Linked DNA regions of Mus musculus: region 1 is linked to region 2. Evidence: chromatin contacts called from public Hi-C data. All regions are on one chromosome and are shown on one strand. The core of a region is the stretch at or near the end of the contact, and the rest is flanking DNA. Distances in the headings are between cores, read along the strand shown. Region 1 overlaps Tmem38b (transmembrane protein 38B). Region 2 holds the start of Slc44a1 (solute carrier family 44, member 1).

The links. A called contact is a pair of places that touch in the nucleus more often than the background predicts.
Region 1: a Hi-C map of embryonic stem cells shows a contact between it and region 2, with 3 times the contacts expected there. The contact joins the enhancer-like site here to the promoter of Slc44a1 in region 2. A contact is called at or near these places in 3 of 39 promoter capture datasets (the C10 cell line, hematopoietic stem and progenitor cells and neutrophils) and 4 of 484 Hi-C or Micro-C datasets (Th1 cells, embryonic stem cells and pre-B cells).

What each region holds. Positions count from the first base shown.
Region 1 is chr4:53,838,431-53,841,550 of GRCm38.p6, forward strand. It overlaps Tmem38b (transmembrane protein 38B), which reads left to right. Exons shown (of 6, transcript NM_028053.2): 2 at 2,197-2,353. Among named protein-coding and RNA genes, the nearest start is that of Tmem38b, 14 kb to the left of the region's middle. Within about 2 kb of position 1,696, at least 13 of the 459 cell types and tissues checked have an H3K27ac peak or open chromatin away from gene starts, as enhancers often do. A contact at or near this core is called in embryonic stem cells, where this site is marked.
Region 2 is chr4:53,439,140-53,442,633 of GRCm38.p6, forward strand. It overlaps Slc44a1 (solute carrier family 44, member 1), which reads left to right and starts at 1,277. Exons shown (of 16, transcript NM_001374697.1): 1 at 1,277-1,577. The coding sequence starts at 1,545.

The DNA of each region.
Region 1 (3,120 bases), core at 446-2,945, 400 kb after region 2:
TTCTGGGGCTGAACTCAGATTGTCAGACTTGTACAAGATCCTTTACCCACTGAGCCATCTGACTGGGCCCAACTTTTCTTTTAAAAAAATAATTTCTCTTCTCTTCTCTTCTCTTCTCTTCTCTTCTCTTCTCTTCTCTTCTCTTCTCTTCTCTTCTCTTCTCTTCTCTCCTTTCTTTCTTTCTTTCTTTCTTTCTTTCTTTCTTTCTTTCTTTCTTTCTTTCTTTCTTTCTTTCTTTCTTTCTTTCTGTGTTGTTCAGAGGATTTGACTCTCTTCATCCACAATGTCTGTCCTAGGGATCAAACTTAGTTTGTCAGGCTTGGTAGCAAATCTTTACCCGCTGAGCCATTTCACTGGTCTCCCACCTTTCTTAATATATTCCATTAACACATTGTTTTGGAGTGCTCACAGTAAGATTTGTGGTAAAAGGAAACACTAAGTGTCTTAGTTAGGGTTTCTATTCCTGCACAAACATCATGACAAAGAAGCAAGTTGGGGAGGAAAGGGTTTATTCAGCTTACACTTCCATACTGTTGTTCATCACCAAGGAAGTCAGGACTGGAACTCAAGCAGGTAAGAAAGCAGGAGCTGATGCAGAGGCCATGGAGGGATGTTCTTTACTGGCTTGCTTCCCCTGGCTTGCTCAGCCTGCTCTCTTACAGAACCAAGATTACCAGCCCAGAGATGGTCCTACCCACAAGGGGTCTTTCCCCCTGGATCACTAATTGAGAAAATGCTTTACAGTTGGATCTCATGGATGCATTTCCTCAACTGAAGCTCCTTTTTCTGTGATAACTCCAGCTGTGTCAAGTTGACACAAAACTAGCCAGTACACTAAGTGGGACCCATTTTAAATGAGCCATCTATTACTAGGGGACTGGTAAAAGAAACTTGGATGATATTTTAAGGATGTCAGAATCAGCGGGGCAGTGGTGGTGCAAGCCTTTAATCCCAGCACTTGGGAGGCAGAGGCAGGTGGATTCTGAGTTCGAGGCCAGCCTGGTCTACAGAATGAGTTCCAGGACAGCCAGGGCTACACAGAGAAACCCTGTCCCAGAAAGCGCCCCCTCCAAAAAAATAGGATGTCAGAATCAGCCATTAAACAATACGTCGGGGGCTGTGAGATGCTGAGTGGGTCAGGTGCCTGCTTTGTGGGTGTGGAGACCTGAGTTCATGTCCCTAGCCCCTATTAAAGCTGGGCATGGAGCTGTTTGCTCCTGTGACACAGGATCTGGAAGGATGGAAGCAGGGAGATCGAGGGACTTGCTCACCAGCCAGTGAGTGACCTTGTCTCTAAAAACAAGGTAGAGAACCAGGCAGAGTGATATATACCTTTCATTCCAGCGTTCAGAAGGATGGACGAGATAGATGGATTGATCTCCAGTTTCTAGTATGAGACTAGCCTTGCCTATGTAGCGAGTTCTAGGCCAGCCAAGGTTATATTGTGTCCTGGCTAAAAAAATGAAAAGAGAGCAGTAGAGGAAGAAACCCTGCTTCCTTATGTGCGTGCATAGGCAATTGCACCATTGCTCAAGCACATAGATATGCACACTAGCTCTTACTTTCTTCCCCACCTCAAAAAACCCCACAGTTTTTTAAGAAAACTCTGTTGTTTGGGGGTTAGAGGACTCAGTGGATAAAGCACTTGCTGCACAAGCACGGAGAGCTGACTTTGGATCTCTGTAACACAAATAAAAGCCAATTAAAGTAACACATGCCCAGAACCCAGCAGATCTCGGAGGCTCACTGCTCTGTCAGTCTAACTGAGGCAGCAAGCTTTAGGTGCAGGCAAGTCCCTGTTTCAAAAGAGAATGTGGAGACACGATCAAGGAAAGATCCTGACATCACCGCTGACCTCCATGTGCCTGCATTGGAGAATACCCTCCCAACATACCTCCCGCATACCTGCAGCCACACCCACCGCATACCTGCAGCCACACCCACCGCATATACCTGCAGCCACACCCACCGCATATACCTGCAGCCACACCCACATTCTCCCATCTCCCACACCCCACACAGTAAAACCCGTGACTAAAGAGAATACTGATTCAAATGGCCATGATGAGCACACTTGTGAATATAATTTTCGGGAAATAAATCAACAAACGCTTTATTTCTCTAGTGTATTGGGTGCTTAGCGCTTCCTGGCACCTATGCAGTGGTCTCAGAGCGTGTTTTACTCCGTCCTTTCAGGAGCAGTGGCGGCGGCCTGGAATAACCCCCTGGCTAGCTGGCTGAGTGCCATGCTCCATTGCTTTGGTGGAGGAATTTTATCCTGTATGCTGCTTGCAGAGTCTCCATTGAAGTTTCTTACAAACCACACTAATATTTTACTGGCATCTTCAATCTGGTAAGTTGCCCTTAGGCTGCACTATGAGATCTTTAAAGAATTGTTTAATAGATTGCAGTAAAATGGATCTTTTTCCTTTAACCTTTTTTATGTCCTTAAGTTAATGCATGTGCAATGAACGAACCCGAATAGTGCCAAAGACTTTAAGTGCAAAGTTTGCCTCTTCCCCTTCCTCCTCTTATCTTCTTCCAGTGGAAATTGTTTTTAGTGTTTGTGGGAACATTTTAACATTAGAGAACATCAAATATTAGCCCAAATATTTTGTTTTGTGAAATAAACTTAGATAGAATTATGACATCCTAAAAAATGTAAATGTGAACAACTAAACAAAAAGTCCAAGCTTTTCTTGTCTCTTCTTCTTTGTTGGCTTCATCATTTGCTTGTTTATTTGTAGACAGACAGACAGACAGACAGACAGACAGATAAGTTCAGAGTTTCACTGTGTAGCTGTCCTGAAACTCAGTATGTTCATCAGGCTGTCTTCCAACTCATAGAGATCTACCTGCCTCTGCCTCCCCAGTGCTGGGGTTACAGCTTTGCACCACATCTGGCTATTGGATTATGTAAAGGCTTCTGACATTTTTTTTTAGATTTATTTATTCTATATGTAAGTACACTGTAGCTGTCTTCAGACACTCCAAAAGAGGGCGTCAGATCTCATTACAGGTGGTTGTGAGCCACCATGTGGTTGCTGGGAATTGAACTCAGGACCTTCAGAAGAGCAGTCAGTGCTCTTAACCTCTGAGCCATCTCTCCAGCCCCAAGCT
Region 2 (3,494 bases), core at 27-2,526:
GAGTTTGTCTCCATTCCATACCCCTCCCACCCACACCCATTCCCCACCCTCTTGTTTAGATTTCTCCTTTCCTTGCTCCTCTAGTCAACTTCCCCTTTGAGTTTGAGTCACCTTGAAATCTGCCTTTTATGGACAAGTCAGCATTTCTGGGGTCTCACTCTGGTATCTTTGCAAACCTTTTGATCCCAGTCTTTGCAACACCTTGACAATATGAAACAAGACCGGAATGTTTATATGAGTGTTAGATACATGCGCGTTTCGGTGATAGTTAATCATGACCTTGTTTACTCTCGCCATTTTTAAACTGCTCTCGCTTCACTGTATCTGTAATGACTTCCCTAACATTGGAAATTTCTTAAAGGTTGTGCATGTCTAACTTGTTGCTACCCCCAACGCATATTAATACAGGTTTCGTTTTTTTTAATAAGAGAGTAGCAACTTTGCCTTTTATCGCCTGTTTAATCTTAGTGCCATAAATTTCTAGACTGTAATATAGTGAGTGCCTCGGTAAATATTTTAAAGATGAATTGGTGCGTGTGTTTATGTGTGTGCCCGCGCTACCATGTGTAAGAAAGTTTAGTGAAGAACCAACATGGCTTTGACTTGAGGGCCTGGAGTACTACCTTCCCCTCCCATTTCTGGCTCTTTTACTACAATTTCCAGTTGGGTGCTCTCACTGTCGTCGGCCTCCTTCAAGGCTTAGTGTCCACATCAGCAAAATGGGGCCAGGAGCAACAGATGATATTTTTCCACTTCCATCACCCATTCCTTCTCCATGGGAGGTTTTGCAAATACTCTCTCTTCTGGGTAACATAAACAGCCGCCAGAGCCCTAAAAAAAGCTCCGGGTCAGTGACCTCAGAGGCGCTCCCACCCGGGAGAAGGAGCGACCCCCGGTGACCTCCCCGTGCCTCGCGCGTACAGAAGCAAGTCGGCCGCCTTCCCTCTGCGAGCCCGCCGGGTCCACGGGCGCCTCGGCCTCAGACGCCCTCTCGCCGCCCCGAGGCAGAGCTCGGCCTCGGTGCCACCGCGAAATGGGCCCGGCGCCGCGCAGACTCCTGCGCGCGCCCAAGGGCCCGGCCTCGTTCTGGGCTGCCGTCGTCCCCGCCGTCCGCGCCGCGCGGCGCTGCACTGGGGGCGGGGAGTCTGATGGGAGACGCGCGCGGCGCCGAGGAGGAGGCGGCTGCAGCCCGGGAGAGGGAGCGGGAGCGGGACTGGGAGCGGGTGGTGGGAGGCGGGGGCCAGGGGGAGGGGCTGCCGCCGCCGCCCGCCCCTTTCCGCTGGGGAGCAGCTGCAGCAGCAGGAGCGGAGCCGGAGCCGCGCAGCCGCCGCCGCCGCCGCTGCCGCCGCCGGGGGATGTGGCCGGCGCCTGCCCCGGACCGCGCAGCCTCCTGAGTTCTTGCCGCTGTCGCCGTCGCCGCCGTCGCTGCCGAGTCGTGCGGGGCCAGGCCGCGCCCTCCCCGGGCGCCCGCCGGCTCGCATGCCGAGGGGCTCCGGGGCGTAGCTGCGCGCCCGGCGCCGCCTCCGGGCTCCTCCGGCCCCGCCATGGGCTGCTGCAGCTCCGCCTCCGCCGCGCAGGTGAGGGGCTCCCGCCTCCCGGCCGCCCGCCCGGATGCCACCCCGCGCTGTGAGCGCCTGCCGAGCCGTGCCCTTCGCTCCCCTGCCGTGCCCTGCGCCCCTCCGGTCCCCGCCGACCTCGGCGCTTCGTGCCTGGTCCCCCAATGCCCGCTGCGCTCCCTCCCCCGCTTTCGCACCTGAGCAGCCCGTCCCGCCCGTCTGCAGGTAGAGGCGCCCCGGGCGCCCGCTCTGCCCCGGGGAGGCATACGCTTCCCTCTCCTTGGGGCCCGCCAGCCTGCTCTCCACCTCCGCCGAGCCCCCCCGCCACCCACAGACTGTTTTCCGTGTCCCCAGAAGGTGTACCCCAGCTTGGGCTCTTCACCTCTCTTCCACCTTATTCTAGTTTCGGATCCATTTAATAAGCTGCCCATTTCCCCTGGTCTGCGGGCCCCCTTGGCCGGGATCAGGTGCTTCACTGGGTCCCGGTGCCCTTCCAGGGCCCATTTCACAGATCCCACCCGCTCGTTCCCCATCCCATCCCCCCTCTGTGCCTTGACCCTGAGCACCGCGGCCTCTCGGCGCACCGAGGCCCCTGCGGGAGCGGGGGGACTGGGCTGGGAAGGAGATTGGGCACCTGGTGGGTGACGGGAGCGTTACGGAAACTCCCTCTTTGTTGCCAGTGTAACAGGAGGAAGAGGTGCCGAATTTAGTTTTTCTGTGGGCACTGGCTGGATGTTGTCGCTGAGGGCTGAGATGCAGAGATTTCTCTCAGCTGCCACCCTGCCCCCATCCAAATTTCGCTAGCCGCCTTCTCTTTCCGATCAGAGCCTTTAACCTGGGTGGAAATGTTTGGACAACTGTGTAAGGATCAGATGTAATAGAACTTGACTGCTGGCCACTAATAACTGAGAGGACCTGTTTGTAAATTATCTAATTTAGTGGATTAGTGAGTGTATTTACAAATACGATAAAAAGCAATCAGGAATACTGCATCAAACTGTCTGGTGGTGGTGTATGAAAAATAGGCTCTGACAACGCCTGGGATGTTTCTCCACAGTTTCATTAGCGTAGAATTTAACAGTAGTCTGTGATTTGTTTGTTTGGTGGTGGTGATGGGGAGAAGTATGCGCTTGCTTCTAGAAATAAAGGCTGGTTGGTTCTTGGCGAAGAAAAAAAAATGCTAGTTTTTTGGGGAAAAAAATTCCTCTAGAGATGTAGCATCTGTGACACAGAAGTGCTTGGTGCTAAGTGACTATATATAACTCAGGTTTAAATAACCTGCATACTTGCTCTGAAAAATCTGAGATCTGTCACAGAAACAACTAGGATTGGAGATGAGTGGAGGACATTTATGGCTTTATTGAGCATTGATCCTGTTTGTCCAGTTCTTAGGCTGGCTGGTTTAGTTAGTGAAACCTTATTCAGTTAGGATAGCAAAGGAAAACCATGTGCCTGGTGTTAAGGAAGGCTGGATCACGGCTTTCTATTAGCATATAGAGGTGTAGAAAAACACATACCTTTGGGGATTTAGTTGGGGATTTAGGCAGGGGGTGCATCTATCAGTTGGGCATTGCTCATCTAATAGTTGTTTACATAGAGTTTTCATCAAAAAGTGTCTTTCACATTCCCTTTCTTTTCAGAATCGGGTTACTGTGCATGCTCATTTGGTGGTGAAATGCCTTTAAGACAGCAAGGTATTGATAGTTTATGGATGGCTTGTTCAATGTGTGAAGGATAGTGTGGGAGGGATGGGTTCTGCCTCAGGAGGCCACTTTAAATGGGCAGTGGGTCACGGGCTTGTCTCCCTCCATGCAGACCGCTTCCTCTCTCCCTTTCCCCTTCTCCCAGCCACTGCTTTCTGCACGCCATGTGACACAGACAAGACTCCTGTCATGCACCTGGGGGTGTGCTTTTCTCCCCCTGTGGATTTCTGTAACC